Linked DNA regions of Mus musculus: region 1 is linked to region 2. The links are chromatin contacts, called in public HiChIP or PLAC-seq maps. All regions are on one chromosome and are shown on one strand. The core of a region is the stretch at or near the end of the contact, and the rest is flanking DNA. Distances in the headings are between cores, read along the strand shown. Region 1 has its middle 70 kb from the start of 5430427M07Rik. Region 2 holds the start of Dio2 (deiodinase, iodothyronine, type II).

What was found. HiChIP or PLAC-seq counts read pairs in DNA pulled down with a chosen protein or histone mark.
Region 1: a contact with region 2 is called in an H3K27ac HiChIP or PLAC-seq map of embryonic stem cells, with 6 times the contacts expected there. The contact joins the enhancer-like site here to the promoter of Dio2 in region 2. A contact is called at or near these places in 5 of 39 promoter capture datasets (the 3T3-L1 cell line, embryonic stem cells, frontonasal cranial neural crest and 2 more), 6 of 484 Hi-C or Micro-C datasets (the G1E-ER4 cell line, the HL-1 cell line, embryonic stem cells and 2 more), 5 of 115 datasets of contacts at active chromatin or transcription factors (cardiomyocytes, embryonic stem cells and large pre-B cells) and 1 of 9 other capture datasets (embryonic stem cells).

The regions. Positions count from the first base shown.
Region 1 is chr12:90,973,026-90,978,312 of GRCm38.p6, forward strand. No RefSeq gene overlaps it. Among named protein-coding and RNA genes, the nearest start is that of 5430427M07Rik, 70 kb to the right of the region's middle. Within about 2 kb of position 3,591, at least 6 of the 459 cell types and tissues checked have an H3K27ac peak or open chromatin away from gene starts, as enhancers often do. A contact at or near this core is called in embryonic stem cells and trophoblast stem cells, where this site is marked.
Region 2 is chr12:90,734,682-90,740,400 of GRCm38.p6, forward strand. Dio2 (deiodinase, iodothyronine, type II) reads right to left here and starts at 4,357. Exons shown (of 2, transcript NM_010050.4): 1 at 3,382-4,357. The coding sequence starts at 3,603. Gm26512 (a long non-coding RNA gene) reads left to right here and starts at 3,526. Exons shown (of 5, transcript XR_872906.2): 1 at 3,526-3,619.

The sequences.
Region 1 (5,287 bases), core at 2,341-4,840, 240 kb after region 2:
CACTCTTCCAGGGGAACCTCAAAAAAGTGGTCTGGGATCACAGTCTGCATAGCAGACTCTGAAGGGCCTTGGCCAGCCTGGTTTTTCCTTCTTGTTTTGTTTTGAGATTAAGAGTCACACTGTGTAGCTCTGCCTGGCCTGGAACTCACTAATGGAGATCAGGCTGGCTTTGAACTCACAGAGTTCCTTCCACCCAGCTTCTGATCTGAACTACTAAAACTACAGACTAAAACCTATGCATTATGAGTCCCACCCTGGCCCATACTCAGAATGAGAGAAAGCAGTGAACCTACTCTGACTGTCAAACACTCCCCCACTTGTCTCTTAATGTGCACTTGTGAACTCATTTTCAGTTGGAGATCCCTCATGCAGGTAGAGTGAACAAGTATAGTGCCTCCAGAATTACAGTCCCTGTAATTAGAAATTACTCTTGTCCAGGGAACAGCTATAGAAAAAAACTAAACAGGGAAGAAAGAAGGAGGGAGGGGGAGGGGAAATGGGAGGGGGAGGGGAGGGGGAGAGGGAGGAGAGGGAGAAAGACAGGCACCACACTTCTAGTCTTGATATAGACTTCAAATATCCTTCACACTGATTGGTTTCTGGTCTCAGTGTCTTTGAAGTCTTCTCCAGTCCTTATCCTTCAAAAGTTAATGTTTTAACCTCCCCAACCCCTCGTGTGTGTGTGTGTGTGTGTGTGTGTGTGTGTGTGTGTGTGTGTATGTCCTGAGCAGCAGGTATGTCCATTTAATGATACCCAGGGTAGCATCAGGAGAGAATGCCTTCCACGTCCTCTTCTGCTCGCTGCTTCTCTTTCACATTGTTCTTCTTGTCTTCTCTAAGATGCTAAGGGAGGTTACCTATCCTTCCATTCCTTGCCTGCAGGTTATAAGCCTTCAAATGGCTCTGTTCTAGAGAAATAGTCTACATAATGGGCATTTCGCTGCCAGAAAGAAAACTCAGTTTACACAGCTGTATCACAATCTCATCTTCCAAATAGCTACCCACTAAGCTACTGATCAATTTATCATCTCCTTTTCTCTTTAAACTTTCTACCCAGTAAGCAATATTTTCCTTTTGTAATATCTTCGCTCCTCCCCCAATGCCTAATGTGAAATTTCTTCCAGCACAGTTCAATGTATAGGTTCTATTTTTCAAAAAATGAAAACAATTTTATCTGTAGTTTCCCATATTACATTATAGAATAAACCTATATGACTTCCAGAGAATAATAGCTAGAATAATTTCCTTACAATTTCATCTTCACTTCTTAAATATTCAAATAAAAAATCCAGTTTAACTTCTATCTCCATAAGTAAGAGAGTTCTAAGTTCCTGTGTTTGTGTAAAATTTTATTATATCCCGTATTGAGTAAAGGAAACAGTAGGATTAGAAATATTTGACTGTTATAATGTTATTTGCTGAAAAGGTGGTAAATTGGTACATATATTTTTAATTTCATCATGGCCATTTAAGATAGCTGGAAGCTATTGTTATTTATTTTTTCATTTTTAACAGCTTGACCTATGCACAGGCAGTACAAAAAAGAGCATCTTTAAAAAAAAAAAATCACATTTTGTTGTCAAGTGACTTCTGTATCTCAGATGTTTCTCCCCTATTTTTATTTTATGAAATCAGATTAGCAAGATTAAATCTTTTTAGCAGTAAGTTCACTGTACACTAATGTAAATATCTCAAAATCTTGAGGCTGACCAACCCACTCCTCATTCTCATTTTCTCTGAATGGACGCATATGAGAATTGTCCCTCTCAGAATTCTCAGGCACAGACTTATTCTTTTTATTTTTAATTGAATAGTTTATTTACTTACATTTTAAATGCTATCCCCTTCCAGGTTTCCACTCTCCATATGTGTGTGTGTGTGTGTGTGTGTGTGTGTGTGTGTCTGAGACTGAGCAGGAATGCAAATTAATAAGAAAAAAAGAAGGCATGAATTTGAAATGGATCAAAGAGAAGTATATGGTAAGGTTTGGAGGGAGGAAGACGAAGGAAGAAATGTAATAGCTATATTAAAAGTAAAGAATAAAACAAATACCTGGTTTTGATATTGACCTCTGTGGATACACAGAAACCAGGATGTAGTTTTTCACCATGATCCTTTGCATCTGAGCAGTCTGAAATTAAAATCATGCAAAACTGTTGCTTCTGTGCTGCTCTCCTGGTAGCCAAAGCAGCTCTTCAAAATTTTGTTAACAAGACTTTAAACGTTTTGTCTACCTACCAAGAGAGACAAAAACCTTCATTTCAGTAACAATAATAGCAATCAATAGATTGTTAAAAGTCAAGCTTTCAGATTCCCTTCATAGAGTTTAACAGACTGGGGTAAAAATTTAACAGGAATGAAAGTGACCAAATACCTGTATAAATAAATGTATTGGCCCAAACTGTACCAACTAACAGTAGCATTTTCATCCCTGATTCTAGTCTCTACACTACAATTTAGCCATTGCTGCATCCATGTTCATAAGCAAAGAGGTGGAAACTCCAGTTGCTAGGTGACATTCCCAGGATCAGAGAACAGAGGGGTGGTGTTACCTCCTTCCAGCCTAGCAAGGCTGGCTGTGACCATCCCAGCTTGAGTGGAGTCACCTGCTGTGCTGCTCTTTTGATGTGCCACTACCTGCCTGAGGCCCAACCTGCCAGAGGCTGAACCGGTTCTCTTCCAAGAATCTTCCCGAGTTCCCAATAAAAAGCTGACCTACCAATGTCAAAGGAACTTTGCTTGGCCAGGGACAGGCTTCCCCTTTTCTTTATATTTACATTTAATGTTTGCTGACATTAAAATTGAACCTTGAGCAGAGAGCTTTGTCTTGGTTCCTTCCTTATCTCCCGCAGCCCAGCCCTTCTTCTCTTCCAGGTTTCCAAAATGCCTTTCCAGGCTAGAACTGCTGTGATCTGCTGGCTGGACACAACAGGACGACAGAGTCAGAATTCACGGCAGGTCTGAGCAGGTCTAGCCCACCCGAAGACATCAGAAATCCCTGTCTGAGGAGATGGATAGAAGGGCAAAGGAAGTTTCCAAATCTCCAGGTGCCAAGTAAGTTTTTGTTTGATTGTATCTATAAAATACTAAAGCAGACAATGCACATACAAAGCATCCCCATTCATTAACTACCAACCACCCCCACCCCATGCCCTTAGAACATCCAAGGAAAAGAGATGAAATAGAACAAGCATTGCATAGGCTTAGAAGCTGGAAACCTCGGGAGGGGGGGGGGGGATGGGATTCCACTTGTGCGGAAAGTATAACAAAGTAAAAACAAAATTCTAGGCCTTTAGGCCCAGGCTTGGGAATGTGGCCTTTGTGAAGGTATGCTAATCATAAAACAGATAGCTACATTCCTCCACCCACCCGCTTCCTGGGTTCAAAGAGTGCTCATTCAAAGAAAGTCACCCTGACCATTGCCAGAACCCGCTATGCAAATTTGCTATTGTTAGGGGCTCTTAGAAACTGTCTTGAGAAATAACCCTCACAATTACCAGGTATTGCCCAGTGACTCTTGTAACTTTGCACTTCCTTGTGACTCTTAACTGGTATTTTGGTATTTTTCCAACACCGCCCTTCCCACCTCCTTGAGTTGTGGTTTCTTCCTTTAAATACCCCCTTATCCAGCTACTCGGGGAGCCACGATCCTCTACCCCTGCGTGGTGTATGACCTTGGGCCTGAGCGTGCTCTTGAATAAAAATCCTCTTGCAGTTTGCAGCAAGACCGTTTCTTGTGGGTGATTTTGGGGTGTCGCCTCTCCTGAGTCAGAACGTGGGGGAGTCCTCACGTTGTGGGTCTTTCAGTGCCTGTCACTATACTGGTATATTCCTTGAGTTAAAACATTTTGGATTCATGTTCATCCACAAATTTAAAAAAATATTACATATGTTTATATATTTTAAATTTACATAATATGAATTTTACATATTATTTAACTTGTGGATAATATGATGAACATTATGTATATATAATAATGTGTACTTATGAGGGTCACTCTGAGGGTTAATGAAATAACTTACATGAAATTATAGAGAGGAAAGATCCATTAACAAGCACCGTCCTTCCCGCCATGTTAATCTGTTTCCAGTCTTTAAGGAACGTATTTGTGTGGACTGTAGCAACCTATTCTTAGGTAAGCATTGGACAGTGGCTGTCACAAATTCAATTCTGAACTCACTGTGGGTTCAGTACTTTCCCTCACTGTGCTAATCCTGTACCTTGGTTTCCTTAGAAGACTAATGGTGTTTACCACCTGAGCTATTGTAAAATTCAAGCACATAATGTGCTCATAAGTACTTGGCAGATAGACCAATTGGCATGTAACAAGCAGTCCACAAGTTGAATAATTATTAAATGTGTAAATAATACAAAGAAACCTGTAGTTCTCAGCTGTGGTGATTTGATCTTCGGGGGACATTCTGCAATGTCTGGAGACATTTTTGGTTGTAACAACCTAGCACAGGGATGTGCTTTCAATCTGGGATTTTGGTAAATATTCTAGGCTGGGATGTTAATAACTATTCTAAAATTCACAAGACAGCCCCCCAGAGTAAAGAGGTTTCCAATTCAAAATGGTAATAGTATTGAGAGTAAGGAATACTGACCTTGGAAAGTTGCCCTTACCTGCATATTATACAGATTATACAGTTGCCCTTAGTCTACAGTATTTTCTCCATGAAGCAAAGGCTGAGACTAACAAGATAGTTCTGGAAAATGAAGCATCCTATAGAAATGGTACCTGTGAAGTCTCATAAGATTAAAACTGAATGAAGGAATGATGTAGGATATGTGACACGGTAGCATTTCAAGATGTCTTTGATTTGTTTTCAATACTCCTTTAAAGGTGTGCTTTATTTCTAACCCAAAATATGGAAAGCTGGTATGGTGACACACTCCTGTGGTTGCTATGGAGGCAAAAAATTATGGAATAGGTGTTCAGGGTCATTCTTGGCTGTATAGCCAGTAGGAAGCCAACCTCAGATACATGAGACACCATTTCAGAATAAAAGAAACAGCCAAATAGATGGTTGAGAGAGTAAAGCACTTGATTTCAAGCACAAGTGTTTGATCCTCAGGGTTCACATTAAAAGAACCATAGGTGATAGTACATGCTTGTAATCTTAGCACTTGGGAGGCAGGGATAAGTAGATCAATGAGAAGATTGCTGGCTAGCCAGCCTTACCTATTTGATGTGTTCCAGACAAATGAGAAGTCCTGTGCCAAAAATCAAGAAAGATATCAGTAAGCAATGACAGCTGAGGCTGTCCTTTGGCCTCTACACAT
Region 2 (5,719 bases), core at 3,107-5,606:
GGATGCCCTTAGAAACATGGCCAAGCAATCATTAGGCAGAGCTTCAGCCATCCCCATTCAGATGGGCCAAAGAAACCAGACTGGAAGAACAGACTGCCTGCTCTGTCTTCTGGGTTAAGTTCCCTTTTTTTTGCTTATTCTTCTTTTTTTGACTTGTACCTTGAAAATGAAGCTCAAAGCCCTATCATTTCACTATGTTTTATCCAAGTGACAGGCAGGCTCTGGCTGTGGCCTTCTTCTCTCTTTAAAGAGCCACTTTTCACTGCAGAAGCCCAGTGTCAAAAGGCTTGAGGTGAATAAAGAGGAGGAGAGTGTTAAAGAGACCCTTTCAAAACCAAAATTGTATGTTCCCATGAGCATGGTTTTCTGTGCCACTGAAAGATTGGCTATGCAGAAACGAGCCTGCTTGCCAGTGTCTATACTGTCTGCTTACTTTTACACTTCATTTAGGAGCCAGGCTCCCAGAGAGGTCAGCTGGCTTACTGGTTGCATTTCTGAGTCTTTGAGTACCCACATAAGGGTACTGTGTTCAAAAGCAACGATACTAAGGAAACTTAAATAACAAACAGTTATTAGTTCCAGCCCTATTACCAGTTTCTAGATTTCTCTTTCAGTCCAGAATGCACACAGACCTCCTGACCATTGACATGCAACCTTGGACAACTTCTTTATAAAATTAATCTTAAATCACTTTTAAGCTTTCAGGGCAGTTTCTATTAGCAATATTTCATTCTGTTCTTCTTTCTTCCCATCACTCCAGCTCTGGCCTATGTCCCCTCCTCTGTGGATAAATACAGCGTCTCTAAACATCACCCCACATACAATAGCTGACACTCACTAAGCAAGACAGTTGGGAGAACTGAATGATGCGTCTGTTTGAAACCCATGTTAGACACACCTCCCCATCTTGGACAAATCTGCTTTGAGAGTTGCAGTTGCCCAATAACGCAAGTCAAGATTGTGAAACCCCAAGATGCAGTGTCAGACAGGACCGCCTCTGGCATCTCTGGAAACTGTCACACCTAAAGGCAGTGTGTCATGACCGACACAGCATTTGGCAAATGACTTGACCTTTTTGAGAGGCTCTGGGTGAGATTCTAAGACTACCACCTCCACCATGATGCCTAACGAACTCAGAGAGAGAAGAGGACAGAATTTAGCTCACATTGTACTCTTGATGTCTCCCTACATCTCACACCCAGCCCATCCTTGTTCTTGTTTTCCTGAGGTTTCTTTTGCACATAGTAGCTATTGTACAAATCATTAAACGCAAGCAAACAAAAAAACAAAAAACAAAAAAACAAAAAACATAAGCCAGGAACTTGGTCACTAATCAAATCAGTGGGCAGAGACAAAGAACTAGAAAAGAGGAATACACAAACCATATGCCAAAAGTCAAAGCAAACCACTCAATCCCCATGAACACAAATAACAACATATGACAACACAATGGAACACTATACATTAGTGAAAAAAGATCTAACAAAGTTTATTATAGAGGCATTTGCTTGCTTTTTCGATGTCCACTTCAATTATCTGCTTGATGATCAAAACAACCTCACTTAATGTTTATGGGGGGTTTGGTAGCCTACAAAGTTGATGGGGAGATAATATTTATATTCTGGACTTATACACATGGGTAAAATTCTTCAAAAATCACCTTTAAGTTTTTCCTAGTGAACGTCCATCATCTTTCAAAAATCAGGCATTTAATGTACTGAGAATAAACCCGTAACCCTCCATATTATCTAAGACATAGATATGCTTGAGGGGATTGACAAATCAATAATATTTTAATATGCAGCTACAACACCCCATTCCTCTAAACTCCTGACACCTAAATCATACATACAAATGTCACATCCTGCGTGCACATCTGTGGGGATGGCAGGATCTCTGGGTATCTCCATGGCCATACATTTCACTTACAGGTATGACATAACTGAGTCTCCAGGCATCCACCTCTATCCTGACGAGGGCATTCCTTGCTAAGAGGAGGCTTGACTTGTCATTCAATGCTCCCTCCACAGAGCATGACAGGCCCTTCTTTAGGTTCTTTGCAATAATGCCAGGAATCACACGTTAGTGCCTGAAGAAAACCATACTTTTCTTCCTCAACATTTGCTTTCCAGTGAAACACCCTGCCCAGATTCTTTATCCCTCCCCCTCTCCCCGCCCCCTGCACCTGGATTTATTTTTTCCACTGTTTACTGGGGAAGGACTCCTTCCCTTCCTCCTCTGCTGTTCGGAGTTCCCATCATGATGCTCACCCTTCCACCTGCCCCAAGAGCAGCACTCGATTGAACGTCTGGCTTCGCTACTCCTCCAAACTCCCTTCTCTGACAAGCTCTTTCAGTACTGCTAGGAACACATTTCCTCTTTTTATAGAAACTTATTTCGTCCACATGAATTCATTCTTTCTAATACCCAGGATGGTTCAGAAGCCTAAGGGATGGACGACCGTACAAAAGTATTCATCCCACTTTACCCTGACTGATATGGTTTGAAAATGTTCCTCTAAACATGTCCTGGCAGCAGAAAGGCTGGAATACCGGAAGTTTTCGCATCCATGCATCAATCACTCACCCCAGTGTTTCAAAAGCTGATGGGAATACACTGTCCCCAGGTAAGGGAGGTCACCTCTCTAATGTCCAAGGCCTGACATAGGAATGCATTATAGACCCATCACTTCTTTGTATGGGAATTTATTTGTAGATTCGGTCTCACACACAAAGTCTGGGTTTCTGACAACCTATCCCTAGATCTTTCTTTTGCAAACTGACACTTAGTAACGAGGAGTCCACACATTCCAACTAAGTAGGTGGTCATGCTCAGCTTGCTTTCATTTGTTCTTAACTCCCTAAGAAATGGAGGGGCTATAGTGAGGTCACAGCCATCGTCATCATCATTATCATCATCACCACCACCACCATCATCCTCATCCAACTCTGACCATTTCAGCAGAAAGAAAACACTATTCAAACCTTCTCCTACATATCACACATGTAAAGCAAAGCAGCAGAAACCAGCTCATATCAAGGGCAGAACAAATACAGCAAGTTCCAAGCCCCCCTCCCAGAACTCTGATTTTACCTACAGTTATTTTATACCAGCACAAACCCCTTCAACTGCCAATTCAGTGCAAAGTAACAGCAGCCCTCATTAAAGACTCCTACTGAAGTCACCAAGAGTCCCCGTGGCTCCGTGTCTGTCACTCCCAAATCTAACCTGTGCAACAGGTGTCCCAAGTGGCACTGAGACTCCGTGGAACATAGTCACTGGAGAGGACACCCCAAGTAGGACTCCCCAGAGCCAGCAGCCCCACACCTTCCACACCCCTAGCCCTTGCGACCCAGGAGAAGCTCAGTGGCTGCAGCTCACCTGTTTGTAGGCATCTAGGAGGAAGCTGTTCCAGACACAGCGCAGCCCTTCTGAGGTCAGCATGCGCCTCCACTCTCCGCGAGTGGACTTGGAGCGGCTCAGAAGCAACGCCACGTGCTTGAGCAGAATGACCGAGTCATAGAGCGCCAGGAAGAGGCAGTTGGAGAAAAAGACTGGCAGGATCTGCAGGGTGATCAGCAAGTCTACGCTGAGGAGTCCCATCTTCTCTGCCTCCTCGGTCAGTCTCCTGGGCACTCTGCTTCCCCAGTCACCTTCTTTTTGCAAAGGAAGGTGGTGGTAGAGAAGTGGGGGACCAAGGGGAAGGTTGGGAGGGGGGTGAGGGAGAGGGAGAAAAGCTAAATTAGAAGAAATCCCAACTTGTCTCTTCTTTGAAAGAAGCAGAAATGGAAAGACCAGGTTCAGGCTCTGCAGCCCAGCAGTTGGAGTGTACCCATCAATTCATTCAATTCCGAGATGCATTTTTTTCCAGGATTTAAGATGGTTTAAAAAAAAAAAAAAGGCACCACCACCAGCAACAACAACAACAAAAACCCTGGCGTGCCAGTCCCTAATCCAGTTTACCCCTGTCAGAGTCCGTTAAAGACAGGAAGTTCTACTTTCATTTCCAGGCACCTATGAGACTGCAGAGATGGTAAAAATTTTCTTTTAGCTTTTCATGTTCCTTTAAACGCTGTCTGGCTTCTTGCACTGCCAATTTCTTAACTGTGCTGTAAGGGTAGGGGTTGTTTGGTTTGTTTGGGGTTTTTTTCTTTCTTTCTTTCTTTTTTTCTTTCTTTCTTTCGCTCTGTCTTTACTCCGTTGTAAACATACTTTCTGTTCTCCTCCTCCCAGCCTGTCTCCCTCTGCCTGTCCTTTCTCCAGGTTCTCCAGGAGCGGCTGTCCTCTGCCCCCTCCCTCTGGCGTTTCCCTCTTTGCTATCTTCTGCCTCCGCTGGCTGCAGAGTGCCTCTCTCTGCAGCTAGTGAGTCTCCCTGAAGCCTTTTATACATTCCCTGGCTAATTGCTGCAATAGAGAAATGAAAGCCTAATCTTGCTAAAGATCTTGACGTCATTGAGAAAGAGGGCTTACTTTGGCCAGGAGTGCAGTGAGCAGAAAGGCAAAACTCTACAACTTTTTTAAAAGGAGAGGTGGGGGAGACAGAAGGATTTTGCTTTGTGCTTTAAAGGGAGAGAAAGAAAAAACGATGTTACCTTTGACAAGTCTCAAGAAATGCTTCCAAACTTAAAGAAAAGTAATTTGTAGACTAATATGTTAACACTTTCCTCTGATTATCATTTTTATTAACTTAGGAATTTTGGCAAGAAAGCTTCCTGGCAGGCAGGTAGAAAAGCGAAAGCGTGAACATGGGTGCTCTCTGCTCCATTAAAAAGAAAAAATAAAGCTATTAATGCTCCCGTGTGGGCGTTACACCTTTACACAGGATTGGTTTTTTTCTCACCCGATCTCATTCCTGGGTGTTATGAATATATTTTCAGTAATGATCTTATCAGAGGGAATAGAAAGTGAATTTTGAGTTGGAAATTTTATAAACTATTTGAGACCACCATGGTATATCTTTAAAGATTATTCCCAAACTGAATTCAAGTATTATTTTTGGTTTTACTAAAGCTTCGATATTACAACAACAACAACAATAACAACTAACCTTCCAGCCATGGAAGGAGCTGCTGAGTGACCAACTCTTTCAGTGTCATTTCCCTACAACACTGATAAAATACTATTTCCATTCATTGGCATTTAGATCCCAGGAGACTGAGAAATTGATTATTTATGAGAATCTCTTAAATTCAGCCTTTAATAGTCCAGAAGCTTTAGGGAGCCATTTAGTTTGCTTGGAGGAGAAGATTAAAAGAAAGTAAAAAGGCTATAGGTAGTTAGGGGCTATATAGGTAGTAAGGGGCTATATAGATGGTAGGGGTTGTAAGTGGCTAGGGGCTGTAAGTGGTTAGGAATAGAAACAAACCAAGAATTAACACCAGGTGCCCCTTGGGCCTCAGTGGACTCTCTTGCCTTTTAGTTCCCAGGACAGTTATTTAAACAGATAGAACCTGGCAGTGAGTTTCCACCCCTACCTCCTTCTACGTTTCCTCCCTCTCTTACCTAACAGATCACTTCTAGGAGTGACATTTTTCTGAGAGTAGTAGTGACAATTATAGACACTGGAGTGGAAACATAAATTGAAATTGAAAGTCAATTTGTTGAGTTTTCTATGTTCACAGAGCTCCTGTCAAGCTCGAGCTGAACAGTAGATGCAAACAGGTGGTCAGTCCCTTGAGCTTCTATATCTTGCCCCCGGTCTCCAACTCTGTATTGACAG